Linked DNA regions of Urocitellus parryii: region 2 is linked to region 1. The links are chromatin contacts, called in public Hi-C maps. All regions are on one chromosome and are shown on one strand. The core of a region is the stretch at or near the end of the contact, and the rest is flanking DNA. Distances in the headings are between cores, read along the strand shown. Region 1 holds the start of Nemf (nuclear export mediator factor). Region 2 holds the start of Sos2 (SOS Ras/Rho guanine nucleotide exchange factor 2).

Region 1 (4,369 bases), core at 1,098-3,597:
TTTCTCTAAGTTGAGTAGAAAGTGAGAATAATAAATGTCTTGTTTTTTGTGAAAAAACCCCAGTGGTCTTTGTTTGTCTAGAGGTTAGTGAATCTCCAAGAGCATATAAATATTCATAGAATTTATACCTGTAGGTCACAAGTTCCTTTCATCTTCACAGTTGAAAATGTACATACTCTGAGCCAAAGTTAAGGAATCAGAAACTCTGGGTATGATACCAGGAATTTTTGAATGAACACTTAAGTGTGAGAATCACAGCTCTAGGTGCCTATAACTGGTCTATTAATAATTTCCTACAAACTTTTTGTTGGGTCAAGTAACTATTCACTTTGACAATTTGAAGATGACATGCCTATCTCCTGTTAGCTTTTCATTTACCCACAAATCCTCAATCATCCTTGGTTCATAATTTTCTGAGAAATGAATAAAAAATAGAAACGATGCAATTCAGTACTAAATAATGAAGTTTTCTTGTGATCTTTACATTTATCTTGATCTACTCTTATAGACAGTCTTGCACATACCTTTTAATGCCAATTTTTCTTGACGGACATGGAAGCAATAAGCAATGTCCTGTGTAAATTGTCAATTGTCAATTTTCCCATGTAAAACTTAAACAGATATCTTACATCTGTCTTACTGTCTTGGGTCCTAAGGTGAGAGTTTTGTAATAAGGTGCTTCATTTTGGGAGGGTGGGCAGTGGAGTACTGAGCTACATCCCAATCCCAGTTTTTATTTTTAAAGAAGCACATGAGTGTTTTCTCTTTTAACATGGAGTCTTTCATGGGCGCTTTTTTTTCCAAAGAAAAAAGTTTTTTGTTTGGGAAGGACTTCAGGCCAACAAACTTGGTAAACTTAGTATCTTTTATGTACAATTAGTCCTCTCAATTTGGCACTTTGAACTGGGATCATCTCAGCTTCATCTTTCTTAAACCTTCCAAAGGTTTATTACAAATTGTGAGAATTCTGTTTGGCTTACTGTACCATATGACAAAGTTATATTGTGCCATATGACAAAGTTATGTTGTGCCATATGTACTGTAGCCCCTTTCGCAACTATAATTCTTGGGTTATTCTGAATCTATACCACACCCTTTCATCTTAAGTGTCACTTTCTAAGGGTAGGGAGTCTAGTTGCGGAGATGTGTGGCCCTCAGACTCAGCCCAGGCGCTTTCTGCTCTATGCCTGGAGGCTAGGGCAGAGGTATCTTTTTACCCCAGGAGTTGTGCGCTATGCATGGTGACCGCCCAGGAGCTGGGGGCCCTCAGGTTGCCTAAGGAGGTGAACCATCGCAAGTCAGAAACACCTGTAACCCAGCGACTCTGGAGCAGGAGGATTGCAAGTTCAAAGCCAGCCTCAGCAACTTAGCAAGGCCCTGAACAATTTAGGGAAACCCTGTCTGGGGGGAATCAAATGGGCTGGGGATGCGGTTCAGTGGTTAAGTTCAATCACCAGGAACAAAATAAACAAATAAAAACTCCTGTGCTGATCAACAGTGGGATTGCAGTGGTCAATAGCAACTGCGGCTCAACTTAGGCAACATAGTGAGACCCAGGGTCTTTTGAGTTCTCAATTAAAGTGGTCTTTCTTCCCATGAATTTACCCTAAGACAACCAAAACTTGCCTATTTATATTTTTTTTTTTGCATGACTATTAATTTCACACATTGTTTCATCCTCCATCCCCCACAAAGTGAGAAATCTTATTTTTAGGTTTATCTTACTTCATCATTATCTAGTGAAACACTTGACTATTCAGGGTAACGAGAATTCATGAAGCCCCAGTTGTATACCAGATTCTACACCGAGTCTCGGGGATACCGAGACCAGGGTTGGATGAGGCAAAATGCTCTGTCGCAGAGCAGTACCCATGAAAATAGTAACTTCTCTTTCAGGCTTCTCCTCGATCATGGAAGACAATTTTAGGATGAATGAAACAGTTCGGCTTCCTTACATTTACAAATTCGACACGTTTAAGTAATCCAGGGTCATTGCTCTTCTATACTGAGCCCTATCGTCTACCGGGGGGAATTCTCCCGATATTCCCCTTAAAAATTGTTATGACCAGCAGGAGTCACTATGGAGGCTGGATTGAGTTCCCAAACCAGGGGACAGGGTAACCAGAGTGGCCCGTAAATGTTCGAGGAAGGGATGCAGATTTATGAGAACAGTTTGTATCTATTTATTTCGAATTGTCTTGGTGTAACAAAAAGCGAGTCGATTGTAATTTAATAGTTAATTCTTCAGACAAATACGCAAACGGGTTCCCTTCAATGAATATTGGATCCTCAGGGCGACCGTAGGTCTCCTTCAAGTGCGCCTGCGCGGAAGAGTAGCGGCGTCGAGTCAGGCTGGCAGCGGAGAAAACTGCGGTAGCGACACTCAACGCCTCGCCATGAAGACGCGCTTTAGCACGATTGACCTCCGTGCCGTATTGGCGGAGCTGAATGCTAGGTACGGTCCTGTAGGTGGCTAGGCTCCTGCTAGAACTGCAGGAAGCAGATCAGGGGCCCCACGTTGAAAACAAGACCAGCCTGATGTGTCCCCTTATTGCCTTCCAGTCTGTTCTGTGGACCTGGTTAGGCCCGGGTGGGCTTGCGCGTGGCGTCTTTGCTGCTGCCCTCAGGACACCCGGGAGGCCCCAGGGACCGCGGACCCCTTCTCCAGCCCTCTGCGCCCTGTTTTTGTCCCGCAATTGCGGCGCTCTCGCCTTGTCGACCCTGGTCTGGCAGCAAATGTTTGGAATAACCGGAGACGCCAGTTGGTCCTCTGTTTTTGGTTTCCAGACCGGAGGCCTGGTTTCCTCAACAGCCCTCACGCCAGAGAAAGCTAACCTTGCTGTTTCAACTGGCATTGGCAGATATGGACTGAGACCTGGATTCTGGTCTTGTTTCGTATTATTCATCTGAGTGACCTTTGTCATACTTCCGGGGGCCTCGTTTGTCTTTTTTCTCTTTTTGTCATAAATTGGTTACATTTTACTATACCCCCCGCCCCAAAGGAGTGAGTTATTTCAAAGACGCGAGGCATTTTATGATGTTCCCAGGGCTGACAGACCACTTCTGTGCTTAAGTGGTTACGCTTTAAGTTTCGGACAGAATGCCTTAATGGTCTCTGGACTCCCACTTTGATAAAGCTGAAGAGTTCCTGTTTTGCAGCTTTAATTAAACTGTGCGTAGTTTTATGTTTCAAACAATAGTGTGTTTTGTTACATGTTTCTTTTGTCTTTTCAGCTTGCTAGGAATGAGAGTAAACAATGTTTATGATGTGGATAATAAGACATATCTTATTCGTCTTCAAAAGTAAGAAAATTTTATAGGTTTGTTTTCTCTTTGGTAATTATGAGATTTTTGATTTTCTTATCCACATTTTAAATCTGTTTTATAGAGTAAACTTTGGCAAATTCCCTTAAAAATTTGACCTTTTTTCTTCTATAGACCAGACTTTAAAGCAACACTTTTACTTGAATCTGGCATACGGATTCACACAACAGAATTTGAATGGCCAAAGAATATGATGCCATCTAGTTTTGCCATGAAGGTAAATTTTAAGTTATGTTGGGAGCTAAATTTTAAGGACTTGATAACTAACAATTGAGTTTTTAAACTGTTTGGGTTTTCTATGCTGTTATGAATAAAACACAGATAAAGGTAGAGGGAATAGTTAATAGGTAATGGGATGAATAAAGTAGGTGTTTATTGATTTCTCCCTGTTATCTTACAAGTCTTTTTTCTGTTTCCACAATCAAGTTCCAGTTCAGTCTTTATCCCAACCAACTGTATAGCCCCTTAACTGTACTCCTCCTCTCTCCTTCAAAACAATTCTCTTAGACAACATTAATTTTCTTATTTTAGGAGGGTACTAAGATTGAAGTCAGGGGTACTCAACTACTGAGCCACATCCCCAGCCCTGTTTTGTATTTTATTTAGAGACAGGATCTCATTCAGTTGCTTAGTGCCTTGCCTTGCTGAGGCTGGCTTTGAACTTGCCATTCTCCCGTTTCAGCCTCCTAAACTGCTGGGATTACAGGTGTGTACCGCTGTAGCATGCTAGACATTTTCATTAGTTATTTCACCTGATATGATGCTCTAATTTCTGAATTCATACCCAGTATCCTGACATTGTTGGCTTTCTATGATCAGCCCCTCCCCATTTTTTCCCCCTAGTCTTATCACCTAGAGCTCACCTTTGTGGACTGTATCCCTCTTCCCGATCTGTATTTTGGTAGAATACTTAATGATATTAATATGTTATCAAGGTGCTGGGGTTGTGGCTTAGTGGTAGAGCACTGGCCTAGCACTCGCTTAGCATGTGTGAGGCACTGGGTTTGATCCCTAGCACCACATAAAAATAAATAAACAAAGGTGT
Region 2 (4,369 bases), core at 1,070-3,569, 310 kb before region 1:
GTAGAGTGCTTGCCTAGCATGCTTAAAGCCCTGGGTTTTGTGGTGCCCTAGCACCACAACAAAACAAAATAAAACAAAAAAGCTTAAAAAACTTGTAGTCTAAAGTTATAAATATGTTTTATTTTTTACCTGTAAATTTTTGATATATCAGGAATTTATGGTAGTGTAATGTGTGGGGTGTGGATCCAACTTTGTTTTCTAGATGGCCCACTTGGCTGGCTGGGAAAATTTTTACTGGTGTCATTCTTAGATTATCTCCTTCATGCATGAAGATCACATTTCTGTTTGCCTAGCCCAGAGATCACAGCTCAGATGCCTGTAGAGACTAGGCAGGTTACATAAAAGGGGGAAGAATGCCAAGTGGGGAGTATAGCCAACTGGAAATGGGATGGCATACTTTCCTAAAGAGGGCAGCCACTACCCAGAGCCTGCTGATTATTCCCTTGCACAAAGGCAGTACGCCCAGCATTGCCTGATTTTGTCAAGAGAATCTGGAAATGTAGATTTTTATATGTAATCTCTTGAATTTTAAAATGGTAACAACAATTTTAAAGATTTAAATACAGCCATGACTAAACAAAATGTGTCTTCAGGCCAGATTTGGCCCAGAGGAGACCTCTGATATCCTTGGACAAGAATAAAACTTCCCACCAACAACATTATTCTCTTATGAGAAAGTATGGTACCAATCTAGCAATTTGACAGTTAGTAGTTTATGGCTTGGGTCTGGGAATAGGGGAGAAAAGTAAGAACACTTTATAGAAGACAAAGTCTTCACCTTTACTGACTGAAAGATTAGTTGGAGAAATACAAGCCTTGCACTATCCCGTCTTTATCCCAAGTACATGGCAACGTGCACATGGACATTTATTGCAGGGCATTCTGACTCAGTGGATACTTGGATTAGACAAATGCCTGCCTGTTTTGTTTTGCCAAGATCATGAAACGGTGCGTGTTTTGGGAAAGATAATTTCTCAATTACTGATTCTGGAAGTGAAATGTTCCATGGGCTAATTTTTTTTCACCTCGTTCTTCCTTTCCCTTGCTGCTGGTGGCTGGGTAAAGGGAGTAGTACATGCCTTTATTCTTTACAACCTGTTAAAAGCCATGTGCTCAGCATCGTTAGTGGGGTGAAATTTTTGACAGAGGTTCTAGAATTTGTTTCCTCAACTTAGAGAACCTTATAGGTAACGAGTTACAAAAAAATCATCAGAAAGTTTTATGAAAATGATTTGATTTTTGTGAACACACATGGGTTAAGTGAAGGATCTTTAAATTCAAGTTCTCTTGACAGTGAACTTTTTCTGGCCCTAAACAGTGTGCAAAGGGATTTCTGCGCCCTACAATACCACTCGACAGTGTTGTGGGGATAATTATCTCCTATATACCAAGGAGCCATGTAGAGCATTAATACACTAAGTATCTTGCTAGTTCAGATGCGCTGTTCTCTACAAATCCCTATACTAACTGCCTCCCACGACTGCAGTCCTGCGGCTGGAGGCTCGCCAAGGGTGGCACTGTGTCGGGATTGTCTTGGGAAGGTCTAGAGGAAGAAGTGTGTGCGTAAAAATCAATCAATAAATTGGGGAGTAAGTCTGGAACAGACCCCTTGTAAAGTTCCCAGGAGAGGCGGACTCCAGGATCCCCCGCGCCCCAGCGCCTAGCCGGCGCCTTGGCTCCGTGGCGCGCATGCTCCGTGCCGGACCTCTCCGGCAGCTCCGGATAATGAGCGCCCGGCCGAGGGGGCGGGCCGAGCCGCGGCTGGTGCGACCCGGAGCTCGGCTGTGGCCCGAGGCGCTCTGCGCGGCTGCTGAAGGGGCGGCTGCAGCGGCCAGCTCTGTACGTCCGAGTGGGGCTCGCTCTTTCGCCGCGCACGCCCCGTCGGTCCCCTGGGCCCTCTGGGGGTGACTCGGGCCGGCGGCGTTGCCTGTCGGGAGGGCGGGGATGAGGAGAGGAGCTGCTGCCGCCGCTCTCAGCCCGCCGCTGCCGTAGCGGGAGTCAGGGCGGAGGCAAAGCCAGCTGTACCCTCGCCGGGCTGCGAACTCAGACAAAGGAGGAGCCGCCGTAGGAGCGGGCCAGCGCCGTGAGAAAGGAGGTCGCTGCCTGGGGTGGCCGGAGTTCGCGGCCACCGCGCTTCCTTAGCGGGCGCTGCGCGAGGCGAGGGCCAGCCGGGCCAAGGAAGCCGCCCCCGGGGCCGCCGCCCGCCCGCCGGCGCCGCCCCCGAGCCGCCTCGGCCGTAGCCGCGGCCCGGGCGGGAGGCGGCGGCCGCCGGCGAGGCGAGGCGGCCCGCGCCCTGCCTGTCAGGCCACCGGCCCGGCCCGGTTCGGCCCGCGGGCCGCCCCCGATGCGGAGGCTCTGCAGCCGGGGCCATGCAGCAGGCGCCGCAGCCGTACGAGTTCTTCAGCGAAGAGAACAGCCCGAAATGGCGGGGACTGCTGGTCTCGGCCCTGCGGAAGGTCAGTTCTGAGGCGGGGGTGGCCGCCAGGGCCCTGGGAGGGGCCGGACGGCGGGCGGGGTGCCGGGCCCGGTCCCCCGAAGTTCTAACGGGGAGCAGCTTGTTCTCCCAGCACTGGGGTCCCGAGGCCAAACAGTGTCTCTCTGCCTGGCGACAGGGAACTCATAATTGCCTGTTGCATCCTGAAGGACGTTTTCTCAAATTTTTTTTCTTTTTTGGCTGGGTCCCGGAAGGAAGGTTTTGTTATGATCATAAAACTGGATTTCATGTTGCAGTCATTTCGTCAGACAACTTCCGCCGTTGACCAATTTGTTGTCCTCAGGCAGGATTCGGGCAAGAGAAAGTACCGCTGATATTTAGACAGTTTCTAAAACAAAAGCTCATTTTCAGGTCGGGTAATTACTTTTAATTGAATTCTTTGGGGGTGTTCCCCCCAGGCAATTTGCTTGTCAAGGTTGTCCACTCGCTTATAAGGCATTGCTTTTTCTTTTTTGTAATATGAATGTTTCACATGTGTGAAGTGTCAGTGAATCATAATACTCATTTTACAATTCTTGAGGTGAATCTAAAGCACCTCCCCACTTCCAGCAAAAGACGTCTTGCCTTAATACAGATATTTTTCTTATCCAATTTGGATAGTTTCTTTTCTGGGTACAATTTCGAATGTGGAATCACATTAAGGAACAAAAAAGGGGACAGCTCATACAAATCGATCTTTCAAGTTTGGGCGTATTGTTAGGATGCTTCTCTCCTGTTCGTGGTGTCAGTCTTCCTCTGTGAACTTAGGTAATAATTATACTGTCATTTTCATAATAAATTATCTTGTGAGGTCAAGACAAATTCAAAGACTGTATATGGGTTCATGATTACTTGTCAGGCTCACTAACATGGGCTTCCTTTACTGTTGATACAGACTTAGTCCCTTGTCTTTCATGTAAAATAACCAAGAATAAATTGTAAAAATAATAAAGAAAAAACAATTTTAAAAGATTGCACTTGGGGGCTGGGGATATAGCTCAGTTGATAGACTGTTTGCCTCCCATGCACAGGATCCCAGCACCACGAGGAAAAAAAGAAAAAGAAAAAAGACTACACTTGAATATAATTCTTTATACATTAAATTCCTAGAAATGAAAGGCAGTAGTGCATTTAAAGGTAAAAACGTTTTCTTCATGCATTCAGAATTTCAGATTTTCTAATTTCATGATTCTTAAAAGTAGACATTTCTTCCCTTAGGGCAAACACCAAGTCGTGGCTTTTTAAAACACTTGGTGGAATGACTGTCATTTCATTGGTGTGCTGGATTCTAAAGTATTAAATTGACCTTCTTCCATGCGTAGCCCAATTCTGTAAGGAGAGAGAATGAATTTGGAAGTGTGCTGAATGATGATAATGAACTCTGGCCTGAATTAAAAGCAAAGGAGGAAATGCTTAGATAGTAATTAGCCCTTCTACCATGAAGTGTGAGTGAAGTTACCAGGTAGGCCTATATTGTTGGCAGAATGAAGCAAGTATATGCTCATTAGTACTTTGTGGTAGCAAATAGTATTTTAAGTGTAGGTAACTTTGATTCTAATAATCCTCATGTACAATTTCAGATTTATTTTTTTCAGGCTAGGTTAGAACAAAACCAGGACTAGCATCTAAGCCTGGTACATTGCCTTGGTCCTATTACTTAGCATTTAAATGTTGTGCTTGTTTTCTAGGTGCCTTGTAGATACTGTATTGTTGTATTCAACAATTGTGGTATATCCTTTGCTTATAAAATTACTAAGAAAATTTGGCCTTTTGTGGTGAATTATAAAAACAATTTCTATTAATTTATTAAATCAGTGTTATAGAATTGAGATACATTCCCATGGAATCATTTTTTATATCTCTGGAAAATTTTTGGTGAAAGTGATTCAGATTATA

The links. A called contact is a pair of places that touch in the nucleus more often than the background predicts.
Region 2: a contact with region 1 is called in a Hi-C map of muscle, with 3 times the contacts expected there. The contact joins the promoter of Sos2 here to the promoter of Nemf in region 1. A contact is called at or near these places in 2 of 2 Hi-C or Micro-C datasets (liver and muscle).

Annotation. Positions count from the first base shown.
Region 1 is chr6:60,136,762-60,141,130 of mUroPar1.hap1, reverse strand. Nemf (nuclear export mediator factor) reads left to right here and starts at 2,347. Exons shown (of 33, transcript XM_077800246.1): 1 at 2,347-2,455; 2 at 3,235-3,303; 3 at 3,439-3,541. The coding sequence starts at 2,397.
Region 2 is chr6:60,451,644-60,456,012 of mUroPar1.hap1, reverse strand. Sos2 (SOS Ras/Rho guanine nucleotide exchange factor 2) reads left to right here and starts at 2,319. Exons shown (of 23, transcript XM_026391068.2): 1 at 2,319-2,456. The coding sequence starts at 2,370.